Regions from separate parts of the Gossypium hirsutum genome. Here region 1 is linked to region 2. The links are chromatin contacts, called in public Hi-C maps. All regions are on one chromosome and are shown on one strand. The core of a region is the stretch at or near the end of the contact, and the rest is flanking DNA. Distances in the headings are between cores, read along the strand shown. Region 1 holds the start of LOC121202958 (actin-related protein 5). Region 2 holds the start of LOC107942489 (factor of DNA methylation 1).

What was found. A called contact is a pair of places that touch in the nucleus more often than the background predicts.
Region 1: a contact with region 2 is called in a Hi-C map of leaf, with 2.4 times the contacts expected there. The contact joins the promoter of LOC121202958 here to the promoter of LOC107942489 in region 2. A contact is called at or near these places in 13 of 34 Hi-C or Micro-C datasets (callus, fibers, hypocotyl and 3 more).

What each region holds. Positions count from the first base shown.
Region 1 is chrA10:114,674,426-114,679,785 of Gossypium_hirsutum_v2.1, reverse strand. LOC121202958 (actin-related protein 5) reads left to right here and starts at 2,842. Exons shown (of 12, transcript XM_041078173.1): 1 at 2,842-2,992; 2 at 3,129-3,199; 3 at 3,293-3,417; 4 at 3,645-3,689; 5 at 3,972-4,074; 6 at 4,285-4,394; 7 at 4,704-4,813; 8 at 4,898-4,988; 9 at 5,062-5,360. The coding sequence starts at 2,892. TRNAF-GAA (transfer RNA phenylalanine (anticodon GAA)) reads right to left here and starts at 2,758; the gene lies at 2,686-2,758. It overlaps TRNAF-GAA (transfer RNA phenylalanine (anticodon GAA)), which reads right to left and starts at 492; the gene lies at 420-492.
Region 2 is chrA10:114,544,623-114,549,775 of Gossypium_hirsutum_v2.1, reverse strand. LOC107942489 (factor of DNA methylation 1) reads right to left here and starts at 1,449. Exons shown (of 12, transcript XM_016876161.2): 1 at 1,328-1,449; 2 at 212-408. It overlaps LOC107942491 (16 kDa phloem protein 1), which reads right to left and starts at 5,068. Exons shown (of 5, transcript XM_016876162.2): 1 at 4,858-5,068; 2 at 4,143-4,208; 3 at 3,386-3,524; 4 at 3,004-3,139; 5 at 1,326-2,518. The coding sequence starts at 4,924. The coding sequence ends at 2,468. LOC121209035 (U6 spliceosomal RNA) reads right to left here and starts at 1,418; the gene lies at 1,316-1,418.

The sequences.
Region 1 (5,360 bases), core at 1,593-4,092, 130 kb before region 2:
AAAATTGAAGTGGTTAAAGAAAATTAAATAGGAATACATTATTTAAAATGATAAAAAATAATAATTTAATAAATTCAAATTCAAATTAATTATTTTCGTTATAATTTTTTTAATAAATAATTTAATATAAAAAATTTCTCAAGCGAAGTAGGGAAATTGTACTTATTTTCATAAAATCAGTACAATTAAATAATTATAAATCCAAAAGTTACTTCAATCATAACAAACAATATTTTTTTATTTGCATTTATTTATATAAAAAAGAATTAATGAAAAATGAAAAAAAGGAAAAAAAAAAGAGTAATAAAAACATATTTAACCTGATAATTGAAATAATCTGATGATCTAGTGACCAAATTAAAGTTATAAATCATATTTTAGGGACCCCTGAGCAATTAATCCAAGTTATTAAAAATGATTGCGGTGAGCGTGGATCGAACACGCGACCTTCAGATCTTCAGTCTGACGCTCTCCCAACTGAGCTATCCCCGCTGGTGATTATAAACTTAATACTATGTTTTTAAAACTATTAGACTCTACTTCAATGAAACCCTTTTCTCCTCGGCTCTCAAATCCATAGTTCCATTCCAGAGGAAAACCCTAAAAAAATTGCCATTCGTATAAAAAATTCAAAGGCAAACAGATTACAATCGCTTTCCTCCATCGACTCTCATCGTTATCGACAATGGCGGTTCCTATGTTCGTATTGGGTAATTTAACCTTAACTACTAAAACCCTAATTTTTCATTTTTCATTTGAGATATATATATGTGTATGTATGTTTAATTGTATATACCATCATTTTATTTTCTATTTTGCAGTTGGGCAGGAGAGACTGAGCCAGAGGTTATTTTCCGTGACATTGTTCAAAGACTTCGCCATAAATCCACTGGTATTTTTGCTTTATTCAAATTATTTTTAACAAAAACGAAAAAAAGAAGAAGGAAATTCTCTAAATTATACGAGTTATATATATAATATCAAAATAATATTTACGTATACAAAGCCAAATTTACAGTAATAAGAAAACCTAAAAACGACAAGCACTTTCAAATGAAACGCAAGTTTCCTTTTTTGGCGCCATAATTGAAAATAAAGCCTCGAGATCAGGTGGTTGAAAGAACCCATTCCTCGGTGGCTCTCTCTTCATATAAACCGCTTGTTTCTTCTTAGGCGCCGGCGGACATAGCGGAGGGGGCGCCTTTTGTGTCTGCCGCATCGATGTAAACAAAGCCTCGAGATCGGGTGGATGAAAGAACTCATTGTTCGGAGACTTTCTCTTTATATGAACCGCTTGTTTTTTCTTCGGTGCCGCTGGACACGGGGGAGGAGCCGTAGCTTGTGAGTGCCGCCTCGGCGTCATAAAACCTTCTTCTTGTTCATAAATCTCCATTAAAAGAAAAAGAGATTTTGAAATAATAGGATTTTGCATGTGAAGGTTTTTTATAAGAGAGATCTTGTGGGCGTGTTAGCTTGCTATGGAAGAATGAAGATTTTATTTTAATTTCTTTTTCATTTATCTAAACGTACTGTGGAAGGAACCATGAAACTCAGAAGCTAGTTTTGGTAAAAAGGTATTTATAGTCCCTCTCAATTTTGATGTTAAACGAATTGGTCCCTAAAAAAACCGAAGCAATTTAATCATGTTAATGTCGAAAGTGAGCATCTAATGACAATTAGTCATAATATTAATATTTTTCCACTAATTTTACATAATTTTGAATGATATAATAACAAATTTTACTTTCAAAATTTACACATTCTATCAATATATATATATAAATCCAAAGTTTTTTTACATATTCTTTTTGAATTTTTTAGAATTTTTTTTAAAATTTATACGATCTTTGAATAATTATTTTACAATCAGGATCAAATTAACATAATATATAAACATCGAGGGTTTAATTTGTTATTATATCAATTAAAATCATGTATAATTGATAAAAAAATATTAATTGTCTTGATTAATTGTTTTTAATTGTCCGCATTCGAGATTGATAAGGATTAAATTAATTCAATTTTTAAAAGATCAATTTACTTAATATCGAAATTAAGACATACACGAGAGATTTTTTTTACTTTTCTCTTTGATGGAGTGGTTATATGTGATGGAGAATTGATTAATTGTGTTGAAATAGGTCCTACAATGACTTAAAAAGTTGGCAACTTTTTACTTTGAACTTGGAATTAAGAATTATATGAAAGTGGCTGATTGAATCTTAACTCGATTAGTATCAGTATAGGAGATCGTGGGTTTAAGTGCGCTCAAGTGCATTATCCTCCTATTTATCAATTAGGGAGGGATTATGGGTAATTCTAGGTATTATGTCAAAAAGAACAGATATGATTAGAACATATAGTGAAATTATTAAAAAAAAGTTTATAAAAATTGACATGGTTAAAAAAAATTAAATAGTACATTTTATTAATGATTTAAAATGATAAAAAATAACAATTTAATAAATTCAAAATTAAATTAACTATTTCAATTTCGTTATAAAGTTAATGTTTTAATAAATAATTTAATATAAAAAAATCTGAAGCGAAGTAGGGAAATTGTACTTATTTTCATAAAATCAGTATAATTAAATAATATTATAATTATAATTTTATGACTAATTTAAAATTTTTAACTCCTATTGAGGGACCCCTGAGCAATTAATCCAAAACAGTAAAAACCACTGCGGTGAGCGTGGATCGAACACGCGACCTTCAGATCTTCAGTCTGACGCTCTCCCAACTGAGCTATCCCCGCTGTTGATATCCAAACTTAATACTAAAGCTTTAAAACTATTAGAATCTACTTTTCAGTTCATCACTCTATCAGAAACCCTTTTCCCCTCGACTCTCAAATCCATAGTTCCATTCCGTAGAAAAACCCTAAAAAAATGCCATTCATATCAAAAATTCAAAGGCAAACAGATTACAATCGCTTTCCTCCATCGACTCCCATTGTTATCGACAATGGGGCTTCCTATTTTCGTATTGGGTAATTTAACCTTAACTACAAAAACCCTAATTTTTCATTTTTCGTTTGATATATGTATGTATGTATGTATGTATGTATTTATAATTGTATATACCATCAATTTTTTCCCTTAACCATTTTTTTTTCTATTTTGCAGTTGGGCAGGAGAGACTGGGCCACGGGTTATTTTCCGTAACATTGTTCAAAGACCTCGCCATAAATTCACCGGTATTTTTGCTTTATTCAAATTATTTTTAACAAAACAAAAAAAAAGGAAATTTGTATATGAATTTAGGTGTTCTTTTTGGGGGCTTATTGCAGGGGAAACTGTGACAATTGTTGGTGACCATGATCCCGCTTTACTGAAATACTTTGATTGCACTCGTTCCAGCCCCCGATCCGCTTTCGATAGCAATGTTGTTTTTCAGTTTGAAATCATGGAATATGTATGTAAAATTTAACTTTTGGTTTTGGTTTTGTGTTTTTTATGTATGGGAGTTATGAGAAGCTATGAACTCAAATTTAAGTTTGAATGTGAACTAGAAATGCCTTTGGTTTATGAGAGTATTGGATGATATTGGTTTATGATTGAATGTAGATAAGGAAGTTTTAGAGTTTTGGGCATGGCTCGGCATGTTAACTTGTGTACTTTTTTTTTTTTTCTTTTTTACAGGTTCTCGACTTTGCATTTGATCGGTTGGGTGCAAATGGATCACGGGTACATTGATAAGTTTACTGCTCTTATTAGGATGTCCTGCTTGTGTTGGTAATTAGGATATGCTTTGGCAGTAGATAAATTGTCTTCAGATAGTTGATTTTACATGAATTTAAATGCGCCTTTGAGCATGCCTGGGAATTTTATTGGCTATTGGTTTTGGCATTTTCCCTTCACGCAGCATCCGTTTATTGGCTTCCATTTTCGTCATTCATAATTCTTTATTTGACATTTCGAGTTTAATTAATTCGTTTTTGATTTGTTGTTTATTCGAGGCCAGAACAGATTGATCATCCTATCCTGATCACAGAATGTGTGTGCAACCCAGTTCATTCCCGCAGTAAAATGGCAGAACTTCTTTTCGAGACTTATGGGGTTCGATCTGTAGGTATAAAGCACTCATTTTAACGTTACATATCATGCTCAATTCGTTTATCTGAGTGATACATGGCCTTGCATGCTTGAGTAAGGTTCAAGTTTCTTGGAAATTAGTTATGTTATTAGAATTCAAATCCTGTCAACAATTTTGATATATATATATTTCAGTCCAAATGTATATCTTCTCTGATGCTCGAATTTTTTCTGTTTGTGATTGCAGCCTTTGGTGTTGATGCTGTTTTCAGCTACAAGTATAATCAACTGCATGGGATTTGTGAGAAAGATGGTCTAGCTATCTGCCCGGGATTCACCACAACTCATGTCATTCCTGTATGTTCTCTAGACTTAATATTTTATATTGATGCATAGATTTGCAAAGTTGAGGCAATCATTATTTATTTCGGGGCTTGTTAGCAAGTCGGCATTATGGGACTTGACACAATAAGTTTAGTTTCTGCTTGGAATTTTCCTTATGTTCCTCCGACAAACCTTTTTACTGGTCTGGTGGAAGGTATATCTTGTAATAGACATTAGAATAGGAATTTACAAAATCTGACCGACACAATGAATATTAGATTTCGGCTACGAGGATGCGAGTGCATTACAGTTGTGGTTATAATGTAATTTGTTTGACTGTAGTTTGTTGATGGGGAGCCCGTTTACAAAGGATGCTGTCGGACTAACATTGGCGGTTACCATATCACTGACTATTTGAAGCAACTTCTTTCACTTAAATATCCTCATCACATGTGAGCATAAGTTCTGCTGGATTGCCGGAATATGACATTCTTCAATAGAGCTTTTGCTAATGTTTTTTTAAATGCTCATGATAGGGCTAGATTCACATGGGAAAAGGTTGAAGATCTGAAGATGGAACACTGCTATATTGCACCCGATTATGCCTTAGAAGCTCAATTATTTCAGGTATTGACTTACGTGTGTTTTTTTTCTTCTGCTATCCTCTTTGCAAGTGCTGAAAGGTTAATTACTGTGACAGAAAGGCGGCAAGGAAGCAGAATATAAAACCAGGTGTTGGCAGCTCCCGTGGGTTCCACTGCCTACCGATGAACCTCCTTCTGAAGCAGAAATAGCACGAAAGGCTGCTATAAGGGAAAGGCAAGGACAAAGATTAAGAGAAATGGCCGAAGCGAAGAGGTCTTCTAGAATAAACGAACTAGAAAATCAATTGCAGGGATTGGAATTTCTTTTGCAACAACTTGGACAAGTTCAAGAGGAAGATATTCAGTCTTTCCTTTCGGAAACTGGTTATGCTTCTAAACAGGAAATAGAATTGAC
Region 2 (5,153 bases), core at 200-2,699:
CATAGTATAGAACAACATATTTCCGGCCTATTATACTTTTTGAGAATAGGGAACGGTCTCAAATGGTTCAATCCATAATCGAATAACGGTGAATGCAAGTTTTTTCCAGTTGATCATCTCGAACACAACAGTGAATGAGTGCATGCAAGTGAAAGTTATGTGAAAGAAAGTACCAAAGCAAAAACATAAAAGCTATAGTTGGTGTATGCACCATATAGATAGCTGCAAGTTGCCTCAAGTATGGGTCATCTTAAACGGCTGTGATTTCCGATCATGCACATTCTGTTTCCATAATGAACATAATTTAGCTCACATTTTGTGCTGATCTTCGACCGGGAACTTCAAGGAGAAAGCGACTTTGAAAGCTTTTCGATCGAGTTCCCCCAATATCAATATATCATTCAAACCCTGCACATCAACAACATTAAAAGCCTTCCATTGAGCACCATGCATGTATAGAAATTCTTGTGAAGATCACATTGTTCTAATTGTAAAGTTTTACAAAGAATCCATGGAATCAATCTATCAAGTGAAATGAGATCAATGAAAAGGGAAATTACCATACAAAGCCAACATATTTGGACATGAAGTTGCATAATATAAATATTTAATTATAAAAATATATTTTTTCCCTCCATTTAAACTCTAGAAATTGAAGGGTCCTTTGGTTACTTAAAAACTTTTAAAAACAAAAAAAAGCTATACAAAATCTAAATAAAGGATTATTGAGGTATTCACTGCTCAAGAGAGTAAAACAGACCAAACCCAGTAAAAACAACTTTAAATTGGAATCGTCAGTGCATAAAACCCATGAAGATGAACGTCAAACCCAGAAAAATTTGCAAAAAAAGAAAGATGGTATTGAGATTCAAAACAAATCAAACCCAAAAAGAGGAACATAAAAACCGAGAAAAATTGCAAAAAGAAAGATAAAGCCAGAAATGAAAAACTCTAAATTTTTAATATTAAGCGCAGAAAGATAAACCCATGAAAATACATCAATGATCAAACTGAGCATACAAATGTAAAGAAAATAGAGAAAGAGATGGAAACAGACATCTAAAAAATTGCCCCGAAAAAAATGTTATTGAAATATTCAGTGTTCAAGAGTGTAAAACAGACCAAAACCAGAGAATCAATTTAAAAACAAGGAAAAGATCCTTCAATTTCAAATTCTCAAGTGAACAAAGGCCAGTAAAAGAAAGAAAGAAAACTCTAATTGCAATCTTAAGTACACAAAAACCATGAATATGAACACCAAACCCAGAAAAAAAAAAGAAACAGAGCTGTAAAAATGTAGGAAAAAAAAAGAAAAAAAAATTTGGACCATTTCTCGATTTGTGCGTGTCATCCTTGCGCAGGGGCCATGCTAATCTTCTCTGTATCGTTCCAATTTTATCGGATGTCCCCGAAGGGACAACCACGTAGGCCTTCTTTTGCCTATATAAATAATAAAACTTCTTAGTTTTTTAGCGATGTGGGATATTGGTTGCTTTCCAACTAGAACCTTGACTAAGGCCCAGTAGCTGTTTAAGTCTTTAGTGAAGCACCAAAAAATCGTGGGCTTTACAGTTATACTTCACTTTATGTTCGGCTTAGGTTTACTGTTAAGTTTGATTAGCCATTGTTTTTTATTAGACCCAAAAATTTTGAGTTATTATTTAACCCAACTTCTAAATCCCTTTAGTTTTGAATTGTGTAGAAATTTAATAAGAAAAAATAAAAAATCAAATCAAATTAAAAGGTATAAAGTTTTTTATTAGTTTAGTTTTGTGCTTTGATAATTTCAAGTTTACTTAATTTCATACTTGAGTCGTTTTAAATTTGAATTGTTTTTGAGTTCGAGTCTTTATAATTTTAGCTCTCAAGTTTTTCAAATTTTCATCAGCTCAAATCATCTCAAGTTTGATTATTTTAAAATTAATTTAAATGCAAATCAAATTGAGATGAATTTATTCATCAAATCAAAATTTTATTTTGAAATGAACCTATTTGATAATAGAATGTTAGATTTATAAAGATCTTAAATAATTTTTTTTAGTATTCTAATGTTTGTTTTTACGATTCATATTCGAAATTTAAAATTCTCCCAACAATACCATATCCATGGTTCAAATAATTTTTAATCGATAATATAATAAAACTAAGCATAAGAGAAGTAAAATTCACAATAAAATGACTGATTGAATATTAACTCGATTGACATGAACATTATTTCAATACAGGAGAACGTCAGTTTTAAGTGAGCTGAAGCGCATTATCCTCCTATTTATGGGTTGAGAATGAATTATAAGTAATTCTAGACATTATATAAAAAAATAAATATGATTAAAACTTGTAATAAAATTATTTAAAACAAAATTCACAATGTAAACATTCCATAAGCTTTAAAAATAAATAAATAAAAATCCAGAGCTTTAAATAAAAGTGATAAAAACACAAATAATAGTTTTCAAAAATTAACCACTTAATAATCGCTTTCCCTCCAACCTCCATACTCTGCTTCATCATTTTCCTCCTGTAGTACAAATCCAGCAAAATAAAATCAATAATAGATAAATGCCATTAGTTAATTAAATATTCATATTTCATACATATTTAAAACCATAGGTGGTGAAAAGACAATTTTTTTTTTTTTGTGCATCTAAAAATTTAAACCGGTTCATTTTTTAATTCAAACTAGATTGACCGATTGACTAATATAAAAATTTTCCTATTCATCAAGCTAGACAGATTACTCGATCCATAGATAGTTCTATAAAAAATCGAATACGAAATAGGATAGGATAATCTTCCTAAAAAGCAAGGGGTAATATCAAGGGGATAGATCTTGGTTTGATAAAATTCATCTTTTAGTCCTCTAAATTTGTGAATCTATCGGTTAATAAAATGGTAAAAATATACTTTGATCCTTTAAAATTTGTAATTCAATCTCGACCCCTAATAAAATTTCTGGCCTTGATAGAAAGTATTTTCAATTTCCATGAAAAAAAAGTTAAATACCTTTTTGGTGAAAGTAAGACCAACTACAATTTCTCCACAATAACGTTGTTCAGCATTAACTACACTATGTTTGGTAGGATGTAGTTCAGCACTTCCTTCATCTGCTCCTATTGCCAACAAATCCTTCACAAATATGCTGCAAACATGAAAATAAAAAATGTTTTACAATATCTTTTTCGAGCTTCAAGATAGAGAAAAGGGCTGCATATGCTGAGATTCGACCTTGCAACTTCTTAAAAGAGAATGCTATGACACTGTCAAGCTTGTTTTTCCGGACTTTTTATTTTCTTATAGTACTCGTATATGAAAAAATTTCAGACAACGGATACGAGTCGGAGTAATTTAGCTATAAAACAGTGACGATTAATGTTAGTATACTTACGTGGCTTGGCCTACAAAGTCATCAGAAGAGAAGGTGTCTTTGTCCATGATTTTAAGAACTAGCTTGTAGTCACCACCTGACCCTGGATACTCCACCTTGAATGTGAATTTTTCATTCCATGATGGAATAGATCCATCACCTGCACAAAATTTGACCCTTTAGGTAATTTTTGTAAAAGTTAATCAGTCCGGCTCTTTATTTTTCTTGAAGTATTTATGTCCGACATGTATTAGGACATGCTCATATATAGCATTCGCATCTGAGTCCAAGTCATTTAACTATGCAACGATGTTATGAACTGGTGATAGAAGGACAACAAAAATGTATGATATGCTTCCTCCGATTATTGCCAATAATGTTTCTCACTTTCATTGGTATGGCTTGATAAAGACCTGTTAGTATTTTTTATCTGAACCTGAAAATCTAAGCCGATTCATCGGAGTAACTCGAACCTAAGATGACCCAACCTGAAAATCTGATTGATATCGAATGTCCCAAACTCAAAATGAACCGAACCCTCAACAACTCAGAACTCGAATAAATTCAAACCCAAACCTGAACCATGTAAAATACCTATATCCAACACATATTAAGACATGGGATACAAAGGTATTATTCTCTACATATATTAAAAAACTTAAAAAGAAAATTGAGCATACTCGTATTCAACATAAATCCATGTCTGACACTAACCCTGAATTCAAGCAATTTAGAAGTCAAGAGGTTTAAAATAAAGGAAAAAAGACTTCATAATTACCTCTGGCCGTACTGCTTTTGCGTTCTTGACCTTTGTATTGAATTATAACATATGGATCCATATCACCTACCAATCACAAACAAAAAAAAAAGGAAAAAAAACTCATTAGTTCATCTGCAAAAAGTCACATTAGTCTCTAATCTTGCACCAATCACGACCTTTTTTTTTTCATTTTCCAGGATGTTAAATGCTGGAAACAATGTGGATTTACAGCTTGGAAAAAATCCAGAACATAAGAACCAGATCATGCTCACTTCACCATTTTTTTTTTAGTGCAGAGAAACCCATAGTTTAAATTTTTGAAAAAATCTATATTACAAATGTTCAATATTAAGCTGCAGCATGAACTAACTTAACTAAACTCAAATCAATATTTTAATAACAGGAAAGAAAGTTGAGATTTACTAATGACAACAAGGAATTTTAAGGTTTTTCAGCTATGCTATTTTCTATAAAATTCAATTAAAAAAATTTAAACACCCATCACTCGATCTTAAATTGACTAGAAATGGGTTCTCTTCATTGACCAAGCAAAGAACATGCACAAATCAAAAACCATTTCTCTTACTCTTAATTCTCTGTATTTCCATTTAAAAAACATGATGAAAACTTGAAAAAAAAACAGAAATTGAGCAAGAAAATGAAACAAAGGAAGAATTTGAAAACATAAAATGATAAATCCAAAAAAAAATGAAGTTTCAATAAAATTACATACCCAGAAAATCTGAGTCTTGAAGGCCTTTTGCACTAACCAAGAACACTTCCAATATTCCAACAGCCATCCTTGAATTTGATGCTTTTTTTTTTCTCAGAGAGATTCTTTTGAATGAAAACTTTTGGACCTTTTTGAGTCGATTGACTCTTTGGATTCTTTATATAGAAGAAATGGAAGAATTTGGCAATGGAAGCGTTTATAGGCTGACGGGTCTTTTCACATATAGAACACGTGACCCTGACAAATAAAAGAGAGTCTGGTGAATGTTAGAAAATTTTCCTGTGGGATAAATCAAC